Regions from separate parts of the Muntiacus reevesi genome. Here region 2 is linked to region 1. The links are chromatin contacts, called in public Hi-C maps. All regions are on one chromosome and are shown on one strand. The core of a region is the stretch at or near the end of the contact, and the rest is flanking DNA. Distances in the headings are between cores, read along the strand shown. Region 1 holds the start of MSMO1 (methylsterol monooxygenase 1). Region 2 holds the start of TMEM192 (transmembrane protein 192).

Region 1 (6,515 bases), core at 326-2,825:
TTTCTTCACTGGAAGGAATTGAGCATATTTCTGTTTTGTTTTTTGGAGTTATATGTTTCGTTTCAGTTCTAAATCCCCAAAATTTAAAATAATCATTTGACCATTTCACATACTTGCATCTTCTCTAATATTAAGAATAATATATCTTTAATGTAGTAAGTAGGACTCTAAGTCAGAAATAATAACCGACTTAGTATTACTGAGCATTGTGTGCAATGGGCTTACATATATACTCACATTTATTGTCATAAGAAACTATTATAATACCCACTTTAATAAGTACTGGATAAAATTTTGAGAAGTAAATTATCTAAGAGCACACTGCTAATGAGTGGCAAAGCTTGGTAGGTCCGACCCCATGGCATATGCTCTTCATCCTGCCTTAACAGAGGGCAGCGTATTTAGGCAGAGGGAAAAGTAGACTGCATTGCAGTCACACCCACCACCTCAGTCAATGGGAGAGCGGGGGGCGTGGTCTGTAGCTAAACTGGCCAATCAAAGGAATCCTAAATAGGGTTGCGGGTCTGGGCCTTTATACTCCCACTGGAAAGAAAAATGCCTCATGGGAAAATGGCTTTACCCATTCTCGGTCACTGAAGGCCTACTTCAGTCCTGAAGAGACCTAGGCTGTGCAACACACATCTACCCCAGGATACCACAGGCCTCCTGAAGACAGAGCTCTGAGCACGCAAGGGACAGATCCCATTTCTATTCATTTGATATGACTTCTGTCATGATACTTTACAAAGAACGTGGGTGTCAAATACATGGGACAGTTAGATGAATGGGTTGAGGGATTTCCTAAAGCAGATGGCAGCGGGCCTGTTATTTCAGGGACAAAAGTCAGTCTATGAGAAAAAAGTCACAGCTATAAGAAGCGATAGCGTCCCATTTGCACAAAGTCCTGCAAAGAAAATGCCTTCAACGAGAGCGAGTAGTGCCCTTGTGCAAATTTTAAAAAGGCTCTCTTAAGCGAAACCTTAATTTCGTGGATGACCCCTATCCGTGCACACCTCTGCATTCCCGGAGGGGCGGGAGGCGGCCGACCATGGCAGCAAAACCAACTGCTGCGCGTCGTCTCTTCTAAACCTCCGACTCTTGGCTTGCCGTGCTCAAACAGGAATCGCGCTGCATTTGGAGTTACCCACTTCCCACGTACATATAGGGGTTATCAGAGGACGCTAGGGTTGGGATGAGAAAGAGGTCTAAACTTTAGGCGCAACAGTGTTAAAGGGGCTCCAGTGAATACAGCGCCTAGTAAAGATTTCAGGGCCGGCGCGCCTGCAAACTCCCTGAGTGCGCATGCTCTTGGAAGGGGCTGAGGGTGCTGGGCGGGGCTGAAGTTGCTAGGCGACGTCTCAAGGCCTCGCGTCCGCCTAGCCGGGCAGGCGGACCAGCTACTGGCCGAACGCCTAGCTCTCACGATCCTCACTCCATCTGAGCAGCCAATGGCCGCGCTTCCAGTGCCATGTTCGCACGAGTCACACGATGCCGGCAGCTGCGTAGGCCAATCACGGCTCTCAGAAGGCGGGGCGGGGCCCACGCAAGCCAATAACAGCGGAGGAGCCCGTCGACTCCCAGGTGGAAGCGCCTATCGCAGCTCTGGAGGCGGTGGCGGCAGACTGGGTGGTGCATAAGGTGAGGGAACGGGGTGGACGGGCCTCGGTCGGCTCCCACGTACAGACGCCGGGACGGACGGCCTGGCGGCAGGTATGGGTGGAAACGATTGCAATCTCTTAATGTCGGAACCAGGCAGTGCTCAGCAGAGAGTGACCGTGACTAGAGGTCTACAAAAGGAAGAAGCAAGACCTGCTTGTAGGCGCGGCGGGGCGCGCGGGTGGGAAGGGCGTCCCGGAGGGTTCTAAAGGGTGAATAGCAATTGGGCAGAGGGCTGTACCGGCAAGAGAAGCTGTTTCGTGGCCAGAGAGGCCCGAAGCGGAGGACAGTCAGAGGCCTTCGTGTATCAGTACGGAGGGTGGGGGCGAAAAACTGAGAGTTAAAGGAGAGCAGAGGCCCAGGTGTTTCATCTGTGGGGAGGCGCTCCCTGAAACTGTAAGGGTCTGCAGAAGGGCTGAACCCTGTCTGCTGTTTACACGAATGATGGCCTCGTGTTTTAGAGGGAGGGTTTAAGAAGGGCACACTTGGAGGTGCTCGGCGTCCGGGCAGGGCAAAGGCCAGGCACTGCTGGCAGGTCTCAGAGACAGGGGAACTTCAAAGTTTCTATGGGGGATCCCCAGACGACTACATTTCTTTTTTTCTGAGTCTGTGACAGACCTCAAGTCAATCCAGTTGTGCAAGGAGGACAAAAAGAAAGAAAATTCACTCGTTGTTTCCCCTCTCCTCTCTTCCTTAATACCTATTTTTTGCTTTTGTTCAGTTGTCAGTAGTGTATCCATTTCCCTCCCTTAAATCTAGAGAGTAAACTCCTGAATGTTAATTAAACCAGTTGTCTCTAAATCGGGTACGTGTTTGAAGACTTAATCCAGGCAGCAGAGATAGAGATCTGGAATATTCTGTCCTAGATGACTAAGTAGGTAGTGGCATCAGTTCACCAAGTTAAAGTAGGTAGGGAGGGAGTGTGTGGGCAGAGTTGCCAGGAGTAGTGGCCGAATTTGAGGGCATGTTGACTTTGCTCTGCCTCCAAACTGCCTAAATTGGAGATGGCCAGTATACTTTTGGATAATCAGAACTTGGGGTTTTAGAGAGAGAGAGAGAGAGAGAGAGAGGATTTCAGCATATTCTCACAACAGGGAACAGATATGATCACTCCTGACAATCTAGAATAATTGGAGTAAGTCAAGCATCTCTGGGAAACTGTTCAGCCTCAATTCTTGAGCCTTTCTTTCTCAAAAGCTGTACCACAGACATACTCAACGGGAAAGTGCTGTATCCTTTCTTATCTCCTGGTTGAGTCTCTACAACTCATGTTTCTTCTGCTCAAAACCACCCATCGACCCCATCCCGCCTACTTTACTCTCTTTTGATCTAGTTAAACTAGATTTAACTGCCTTCACTCCACACTCCAGGTTTGAGTTTACATGCCTCTTTCTCTAAGATCTGTTTCCTGGGCCTCTCTGTTTTATATTTCCAACCCTTTATTGTTCTTATCACAGATGTTGTGACAGTCTTGTTCTTTCTTTGTATTCCTCCCTAGATTTTATGATTTGAAGTCAGGGGTGAGAGCAGCAGGAAGCGCAGTGGCTACAAATGGTACCACATGTTAAATCAGAGTGAATACATATGAATCCCAAGAAGCGAGAAAGGCAGGTATATCAAGGTGAGAAGTATCAAATTTTCCAGAAGGGCCAGATAAAATAACTCCAAAATATTTTTGTTGGATCTGGCAGCTGGGAAACTTAGTGATTTTATTTAGTAGGAGTAAATTCAGTGCATTGGTTAGAATACAAAACTGATTGTAATTGCTAGAGAATGGATGTGAAATCTGAAAATGAAGACAGCCTATATGGAATACTCTTTCAGGAGGCTTGGGTGAACTTTGAGAATTATTCCCCTCTTACTATACTGTTTATTGTGTGCTTTATAATTTAGGATCACAATATGATATAATGGATGTGAGAGCACAGGCTCCCCCACTTAGTGTTTTTGTAATTTGGGGAAGTTACTTAATCTTTCTAAACCTCAGTTTTTATCTGTAAAGTGGAAATAATAAAAGTGTCTACCTTGAAGCTGTGGTAAGGAGTAGTCTATAATATAGAGAGAGCATGTGACACTCTTAGAAGTTATTGGTGTATATAAAGCACTTAATAATTGTTAGCTTCTTTTAGCTTATGTGTCACCTCAACATAAGTAGTTAACATGTATTATTTCTTGGACTCTTCAGAAGAACTGTATTGTTATTCCTTATTTTTTCAACTTTATTGAGGTTCTGTTAGCAAAAAGTACGTTGTGGTAATTTGATATACATGTACATCATGAAAAGATTCCTTTCATCTAGTTATTGTTATTCTTTACATTTTGCAGGTAATAAAACTGAGGCTTAGAGAAGTTACTTAACTTGCTCAAGGTCACACAGCTAGTAAGTGGTGTTGATTCAACATTATTAGATTTGTTGGCATCTGCCTGCAATGGAGGAGACCCAGGTTTGATCCCTGGGTTGGAGAGATCCCCTAGAGAAAGGAGTGACTGCCCACTCCAGTATTCTTGCTTAGAGAATTCCATGGACAGAGGAGCCTGGCAGACTGCAGTCCATGGGGTCACAAAGAGTCAGGCACGACGGGGAGACTAACTTTCACAGTTTCATATTTTATGCATTCATATCTAACTTTTTCTTAATTTTTTTTTTTTTTTAATATTTCTAGGCTATGCAGTTCGTCTGTGAGTTTTTTTCAGATTGTCACAAATCTCCCCAAGTTCTTCCAATTTGTTTATCAAAAAAAACCTAAGTCTACATGGACCTGCCCGCACAATTCAAAGCTGTGTTATTGAAGGGTTGGCCGTAGTTGAGTAGGTCATGGGCTGGTGCACGAGGACAAAGGAGCATTTTAAACAATATTAAGAATGCTTCTGAGGCTTAATATATTTATTTATAGAGGGGCCCATCATAATTCATAAACTAGGGACATCAGTAAACGTTTTTAGGAAAGTGACATTCTTCATAAGTCTGTTTTTTGATTTGGTGACCTATTAAGCTTATTTATAAGTAAAACATACTCATGAAAAAATTAAAATTATAAGAGGTATAAAATGGAAAGTAAATTTTTTTCTTTTCATAATCCCTCCCTACCATGTATGCAAATACATTTTCTGTACATTTTCTGTTTGTGTGTTTCTCCTATGTATATAGCATAAAGTACATATATAAAGACATAACCTTTTCACAAAAACATAGGTGATGCTCTTCCTATACATTCTGCAACTTGCTATTTCACTTAGATGTCTTTCTATGTAGAATATGTAGATCTTCCTCCTCGGTGGCAGTGTCTTTGGAAGGACCTGATAGAATTTATTTAATTCATTTCTTGTTGATGGCCCTAACATCTTGCTGTATTTTTCTTTGTTTTTACTATTATGAGCAATGCTTCCTTCATTCTTAGTGCGCTCATCTTTGTGTACTTAAGTGAAAACATTGCTGGATCAAAAGATGTGTTCATTTTGAATTGTAATAAATACTGTGATTTTTTTTCCTCAAAGAATAAATTCATCCTCCCATCAACAATGTACAGTGGTGCCAGTTTCCCCAAAATGTTACTGCTAGGCGCACTGTGAAACTAAGTTTTTGTTTTAGGATGCATTTTCTATTTGAGTCGAACTGAACTGTTAATTTGCTTAGTATTTGTATTTATTTTTCTGTGAACTTTCTGTGAGTAGTCTGTCATTTTTCTATTGGGTTTTTAGGCTTTTTCTAAAGCACTCATTTTAGCCCTTTGTCTTAATTCTTGGAAATATTTTTTCCAGTTTGTTGTTTGATCTTTGACTTTATTTATGGTTGTCTTTTTATTCCCGATTATAAGTATTTAGTATTTATGTAGTCATAGTGGCAGACTTTTTCTAAATAGGTTCTTAAGTGATACTTTTAAACCCAGCTGTTGCTCTTTGAAATACAAGTTTTTCCTGGGAGACCACATTGATAAGTCTCTTTAAAGATGGCTTGAAATTTCTTATCCACTATTCTTTAGATGCTGCTCTTGAACATTAACATGTGGCTTTTAAATCCTGTCTACAAATGGAAGTGGTGATGACATCCTGTAGACAGGTGTTTTTAATCATGGGTGTAGGATCTGAGAGATTGGCACTGCTTTAACAATTTAAAAATTAATCAGAAGCTTTTTAAAAACTGTTATCTTATAATTTTATTATTTTGCTTGCTTATTTACTTGTTTGTTTATATTTACAGAATTATAAGGCTGTCTGCAAAGATTTGGAAAATGGCAGCAAATGAAAGTATCAGCATCTTTAGTTCAGCATCCTTGGCTGTGGAGTATGTAGATTCACTTTTGCCTGAGAATCCTCTGCAGGAACCATTTAAAAATGCTTGGAACTACATGTTGAATAATTACACAAAGTTCCAGATTGCAACATGGGGATCCCTCATAGTTCATGAGGTCCTTTATTTCTTGTTCTGTTTACCTGGATTTTTGTTTCAATTCATACCTTACATGAAGAAGTACAAAATTCAAAAGGTAAGTATAATGGACTTGCATTGGAGTATTATCATTAGTCTTGTTGAATATTTTTAAAGTAAATATAATTTGTAACTGAAAATAGACTGTACATCAGGGCTGTCCAATGGACATGTAATGAAGCCACATACATAATTCCCTACTAGAATATATTAAAAAGTAATAAAAAGGGGGGAGTAATGTTCACAGTGTATTTAGTTTAATCCAATAAATCTCAATTATATTTGAATAAGTAATGAAAATTTAAAATGTATTTAATGGGATATGTTGTGTTCTTATTCTTACAATAAGTAATCGAAATTTAGTGTATATTTTACACTAATTTCAGCTCATCTCAATTAAGACTAAGTGAATTTAAAATGTTCAGTAGCCACA
Region 2 (6,412 bases), core at 72-2,571, 290 kb before region 1:
CAATTGTTCATACCTAAAGTGACCTAGCTATGTAGCCATTGGTGAAACATTACTCTTCAATTGTTGGTGAAACAGATTTCTAGGATTGTACTAGTCCTAAAGCTAAAAGTTACAGATCCAAGAACCGGGAGGCAGCTTAGCACCAAGCAAGAAGTATCTACTGCACACATTTTTATGAGTCTAATTTTCCATTTAGATACTCATTTTCTCCACACATTTTCAATTCATGAATCTCAACCTTTAAAAATTCAAAAACAATCCATTTCTAAAAAAATATGAGTCTCAAATCTACTTGCAAGTGTTACAGTTAGCTTTCCACTTTCTCATAGTGGAAAAAACATGGCTTTTAGTCCTATCATTAGAAATTGTCTGGTCTTTATTTAGTCAAGATAATTGAACTATGGTCACTATTTGCACAAGAATCTAAGGTATTGTAGGGCTGGAACTGTATTTCAAGTGTCTTGCTTGATGCATCTCATTCAGCGGCAGGAGCACAGTAATATTCCTATTAATTTATTAACTCAAATCAGTGCTTTAAATAACTATCAACTTTGATATTTTCTCAAGAGCAAGAATTTTGTGTCAATGGGTAATCTAGTTAATTCTGGGCACAAATACATGATTTTCCTAAAAATGTTTTAATACCATTAAGCAAAGACTTTTACAGTTACGCCGCACTCTGTACACGGTAACTAGTGCAGTGTTAATAATAATCTGGTTTGGATCCATCTTAAGTAAGGAGATTTAAAAATCCCTTCACTCCTACCAGTCCTCCATTCAAAACATCACATTGTTTCCCTCCAATGTGTGTTTCCGGGTGATGATAGCGACAGATCTGCCCCCAGCGCCAAGGCCGGGGCCAAGAGGAGGTGGACTCGCTCCTGCGCCCGAGCCTCCCCGCGCCCGAAGCCAAGCGCGCACCGCGGGCCTCCCCAGTTCCGGAACCCGACACGCGACCGCAAGGGCTGGGCGCCTCTCCTGCCTCCTCTGCCGAGAAAATAAGCCCAGGGCCAGCAAGGCGCGGACCCCGCCGGCGCCCATGTGCTCCTCCCGCACACCGCAGCCCGGCAGCCGCGCGCAGAAGGATCCCCTCCGCCAAGGCTGCTCCTAACCCCGTCTCTGCCCAGGGCGCCCAGCATCAGAAGAGGGGGAGGCGGGCCGGTCGCTCGCCACCTGCAACTGAGCACTCACGTCCTCCATACTGCCGGCCGCCGGAGGCCGCAGCCGGGCCGCCCAGTCTCCGCACCTGCGCCCACACCGCCTTCCGGAACACGCGCTGGGGCCCGCCCTTTGCTTTCAATTGGCTGAAGCGTAGAGGCGGGCCCCTCCTCCTCGCTCCAGGGCCCGGTTTCCGGCGGCCGTCCCAGACCCGCCCCTCACCCTCGATTGGCAGAGGGGCAAAGGAACTAGTCCCGCCTCTCGCGAACTATTGGTAGATTCCGAGGGGGGCTGACCCGATACCTCAATCCCGAATGGCCAAGGAGAAAGGGGCGTGATCCTGCCTAAAGTCCATCCCTGGGAGGCCGCTGCCTCCGGGAACGCTGCGGTGCCTACGGACTGCGAAACCTGAGCTGGTGTCCTAGGTTGGCCAGAGATTTGGGCGCTAATGGATGCGTTCTAAGTCCAAGAATTGAACTATTTTTGGCCGTCAGCTGCTTCTTTGTAAAGCATTAACTTTTATCGGCCTTCCTTAGTTACTGTTTGCAGCGTAGGTCTGTGCATAGGACCAGCGGTAGAATCCCAGGTTTTCATTGATAGCACAAAACTCCACCAGCAGAGGAAGACAAACAGAATAAAAACTGGTTTCGAGGACACACTTAAAGATTTCACCAGTGGGAAAGGAGGCAATAAGAGGGGTTTTTGGACTTTTTATTTCAAGTGAAATTGAACAAGAAATTTTATAGCATTTTTCTGAGAATACACTATCTTTTGTTAAAATGTGAAAATGAAGTCGCTCAGTCGTGTCCGACTCTTTGCGACCCCGTGGACTGCAGCCTACGAGTCTCCCCCGACCGAGGAATTCTCCAGGCAAGAATACTGGAGTGGGCTGCCATTTCCTTCTCCAGGGGATCTTCCCAACCCAGGAATCCAACCCGCGTCTCCCACATTGGGGAGACGCTTTAACTTCTGAGCCACCAGGGAAGCCTGGTTAAAATGTAAAGAAAGTTAAAACTTTTGTCAGTATTAGCCCCCATTCTATTCTAATATTGTAGTAATACACTTTCATACTTTTTTAATGCTTATTTGTACATTGTGTATGGTGTAATCTTGTTTATATCATTGTTGAAATAAAATTATTTAAGTATCAGCAAAGATGGAAGAGCAAGCAGATCAAGCCAGTCAATCCTAAAGGAAATCAACCTGACTATTCACTGGAAAGACTGATGCGTAAGCTGAAGCTCCAACAGTTTGGTCACCTGGTGTGAAGAGCCGACTCATTAGAAAAGACTCTGATGCTGGAAAAGATTGAGAGCAGGAGAAGGGGGCAACAGAGGATGAGATGGTTGGACGGCATCACCGACTTGATAGCTATGAGTTTGAACAAATTCAGGGATGTAGTGAAGGACAGGGTAGCCTGGCTTTCTGCTGTCCATGAGGTCACAGACAGTTGAACTTAGCAACTGAGCAACAACAAAATAAAAGATGAACTTTTGATCTTTCAAATCTCAACGCAACTTTAAATCTTTAAAATTTTCTGAGACTCTATGAATTATATCTCAAGAGCTTTGTCTAGATGTGCATTTCCCCTCAACATTTTATTTTAAAAGTTTTCAAACCTAGGAAACTTTGAAAAACTAGTACAGAGAACATCTGTATACCCCTCACATTGATTCAACAGTGGTTAACATTATCTCAACAGTTAGTTGCTCTGTGTGAGGGCTCATGCTTGTGTGTGTGTCACATGTTTTTAAATTGAACTATTTGAAGGTAGATTGAGTTCAAAGTGAAGCTATTTCTAGATAGTTCATTGCCTAAAAGGAAGGATGTTTTCATGTTAACTGCAGGCGTCCCTGATGGCTCAGATGGCAAAGAATACACCTGCAAGAGACCTGGATTCCATCCGTGGTTGGGAAGATCTCCAGGAGAAGGGAATGGCAACCCACTACACTATTCTTGCCTGGAGAATTCCATGGAGAGAGCGGCCTGGCAGACTCCAGATCATGGGGTCACAAAGAGTTGGACACAACTGAGCAACGTTCACTTTCCTTCTTAACTACAATAATATGATTATGCTTAAGAAAACCAATAGTAATTCCATATTTGCAAATCCATGGCAAAAATTTCCAAATTGTCCTGCAAATGTATGTTTTGTTGCTTCCCTTCACCCAACCATCTAGGATCCAATTGTTGGGAGAGTGTGTAATTTCCTCAGTTCTGTCTCACCACAGCAAAGATTTGAATGGTGGGCCAGTGTTACAGCTCCATTACAGCTCAGAGTTTTATTCCACAAAGGATAGTACACCCTGGAGGCATGAGGGCAGGCTGAACCCAAAGGAGAGACCCCAGCATATCTTAGCTCCCTCTTTTTAAATGTTTTGTCTCCTCACCCTCTGAGCCTGTGCTATGCAAATCAGGGCTAGCCAGGAAGGGGGTGCGTTTGTTTCGCCTGAGTTTCTCACTCTGGTCTGTGTATTTTTCCTTTGTTCCCTTTGTGTGGGCTTTTCCCTTTGTTTGTCTTTTTGCCACCACCACTTTAGACTCCTTTTTCCTATTCTAACTACCTAAAATAATCCCCTCAAGAGATGGGAGGCCCAATTCTTTTGGATTAGGGGCACCGAGGTCTCTCTGGCTACTTCCTGCTAAGCTGGGTCAGCAAGGGGCATTGGGCTTCCCCTCTTGCTAGTCTCAAGCCTCAGAGTCCTTATAGTGGTATACGTCTAAGGGTGAGTGATAGATGTTTTCTGCGGTTGGTATAGTTTTATATATCCTTGTTGAACTAGCACTGCATTTTGTAGCTTGTTGACCTGGGCAGAGACAAAATGAGTTAAATAATTGATACTACATGGAACAATTATAAGTAGTGTCAATATGGTGCCAATAGGGGTTAGTAGGGACATTAGTCAACTCCAAATCCCCCCTCACTGGGAGAAAGATCCCCAAGGAGAGATTATAGCCACCCTGAGGACTCTCCAGCTCATTCTTTGAGATCCTGTAGGATCTGAATATTTTTCTTGAGGACTGTGAGACTTTCTTCAACTTGGCTGGAGGGATTTAGCCAGAAACAACACATCTCATTCAAGATAGCCCAAGTACCTCCTTTTGGAACCATCCCATATGATCTTCTTGAAAGCCCTTACTCTTAGCTTTATGAGTCTCACCTTCAGTATATAAAGGAGTTTCTGGCAGATTAATCTGTGGAACTAGGGTGGCAAGCCCTATTATGTCATGGTTCTGTAATGCTACTCTCTTAGCTGCCTGATCAGCTACTTGGTTCCCTTGTGCCTCTTTCATGCTCCATTTTTGGTGTCCTTTACGGCAGGACACTTGATTGAAGACAGCACCATTGATTGATTACAGCACCATACTTGATTGAGGACCCTCTGGTGGTCAAGTGGCCTCTTCCTTTCCAGCATGTGCATGTAGCACCAGAAAGGCATACTTGGAGTCACTGTAGATGGCTACTCTTTTTCCTTTTCCCAGCTTTAAAGCTCGAGTCAGAGCTGTGAGCTCAGCCAATTGGGCTGATGTACCTGATGGCAACAGTTAGCCTCTATGGTCTCGAAATTGGAGACTACTGCATATCTGGCTCTTCTTTTTCCATCCAAGACAAAGTTGCTTCTATCAATGTATCAAATTTCCTCGGCATTGGTCAGAGGATCTTTGGGCAATCCTTTTCAGGGTTTTGGCCATGGTCCAAAGCTTCTAGGCTGGAGTGAAAGGGGAGAGAGCCCTTGGGGGTAGGCAGGAGGGTAGCTGGGTTAAGAACCTCACAAGGGGATATAGTCAAGCCTGGATTTTCACCAGCACTACTTGATACCTGAGGATCCTTTGATCGGACATCCATAAATGGCCTCTCCCATTCAGGAGTTGTTTCACTTGGTGGCTGGTAAAAATAGTTAGTTTTCTCCCAAGAGAGAGTTTTAAAGCATCTTCTATCAGGACTGCAGTAGCTGCAAGGTTTCAAAGGCAGGGAGGCCAGCCTCAGGTGTTTGGGTCGAACCTCTTGGATAAGTAAGCTACTGGCTGGGGCTCAGGTCCCAACCTTTGACTTAACACTCCCAAGCCTATTCCTTCCATTTCATGGATACATAGTTGGAATGCTTTTTCTGGGTCTGGCAACCTCAAGATGGGTGCTTGAGTTAAGGCTTGTACACTAAAGTAGCCTCTACCTCCTTTTGAGGAGTTCCCCTCTTCAATGGGATTGAATCATCCAGTTCCTTTAAGCTTTCATGTAAGGACTGGGCGGTAGACCATAGTTGGGTATCCAGATCCTACAATACCCGGTTAGCTCACAATTGTTTTAGAGTTGTGAGGAAAGGCAACTGCAGGATTCCTTGTTCTTGGTCGGTGGACAGCCTCCTGGACCCAGGCATAATCTGAACTCCCAGGTAAGTGACCCTTGTCTGAACCATCTATGCCTTACCACAAGAGATTTTCTATTCCCTCTCTGCCAAAAAGTTTAGAATTTGAATCACACTTTACTGGGCATTTCCCTCATCTACAGATTAGTAGGTCACCTACATATTGTAATATTTTCTCATTTGGTCCCAGATCCAGATCTAGGAAATCATAGCTAAGAGCCTGTCCAAACAGGTGAGGTGTATCTCGGTACCGCTGATGTAATAATGTCCAGGTTGTTTGTTGTTTTTCTCTTGGAGCCTCCCATAGTTTTTGGTCCCTCCCTATTGGAGAGGGAGTAACGGATAGTAACCAGAAGCTATAAGGCTCTAGGGGCTGAAAATCTTCCCATCACAAGGGTGGTTCCCAGTTTAGTGAGTATATTTCTTCCCAATAAGGGAGTAGGACACTCAGGGACCACCAGAAATTGGTGGGGAAAATATTTGCCAATCCCAATAACAAAGAAGTGCTCAGGTGAATCTTTTTGTAATTGTATTTCCTGTAGCACCCAAAATGGCATAGGTTTAGGAGGAGAAGGCTCTGGAGTAGGAGGTCAGGATAGAGTGGGTAGCCCCTGTGTCAACCAAAAGAATTCTTGGGTCTACCTGCCACATTCAGTTGTACCCTCGGCTCCAGCCCTGTGATGGTTACCTATGACAGGCGGGCTGGCTGGAGCGGGCCACTTCAGTCCTGTTGAACCATAGTGAGGGAAGGCTTGGCACTTGACCTTGAGACTGTACTGCCCAGTGTCCCAATTGACAGCATTTGTAGCAAGTTGTTTTAGGAAGTTTACCACGATTTTGACACTCTTTGGCCCAATGTCACACCTGTCTACAGATTAGACATTCATCTC

What was found. Hi-C and Micro-C count contacts between places; a contact is called where the count stands out from the background.
Region 2: a Hi-C map of blood shows a contact between it and region 1, with 2.8 times the contacts expected there. The contact joins the promoter of TMEM192 here to the promoter of MSMO1 in region 1. A contact is called at or near these places in 2 of 3 Hi-C or Micro-C datasets (blood and muscle).

Annotation. Positions count from the first base shown.
Region 1 is chr13:69,385,165-69,391,679 of mMunRee1.1, reverse strand. MSMO1 (methylsterol monooxygenase 1) reads left to right here and starts at 1,575. Exons shown (of 6, transcript XM_065904675.1): 1 at 1,575-1,638; 2 at 5,855-6,140. The coding sequence starts at 5,886.
Region 2 is chr13:69,676,802-69,683,213 of mMunRee1.1, reverse strand. TMEM192 (transmembrane protein 192) reads right to left here and starts at 1,321. Exons shown (of 5, transcript XM_065904406.1): 1 at 1,192-1,321. The coding sequence starts at 1,200.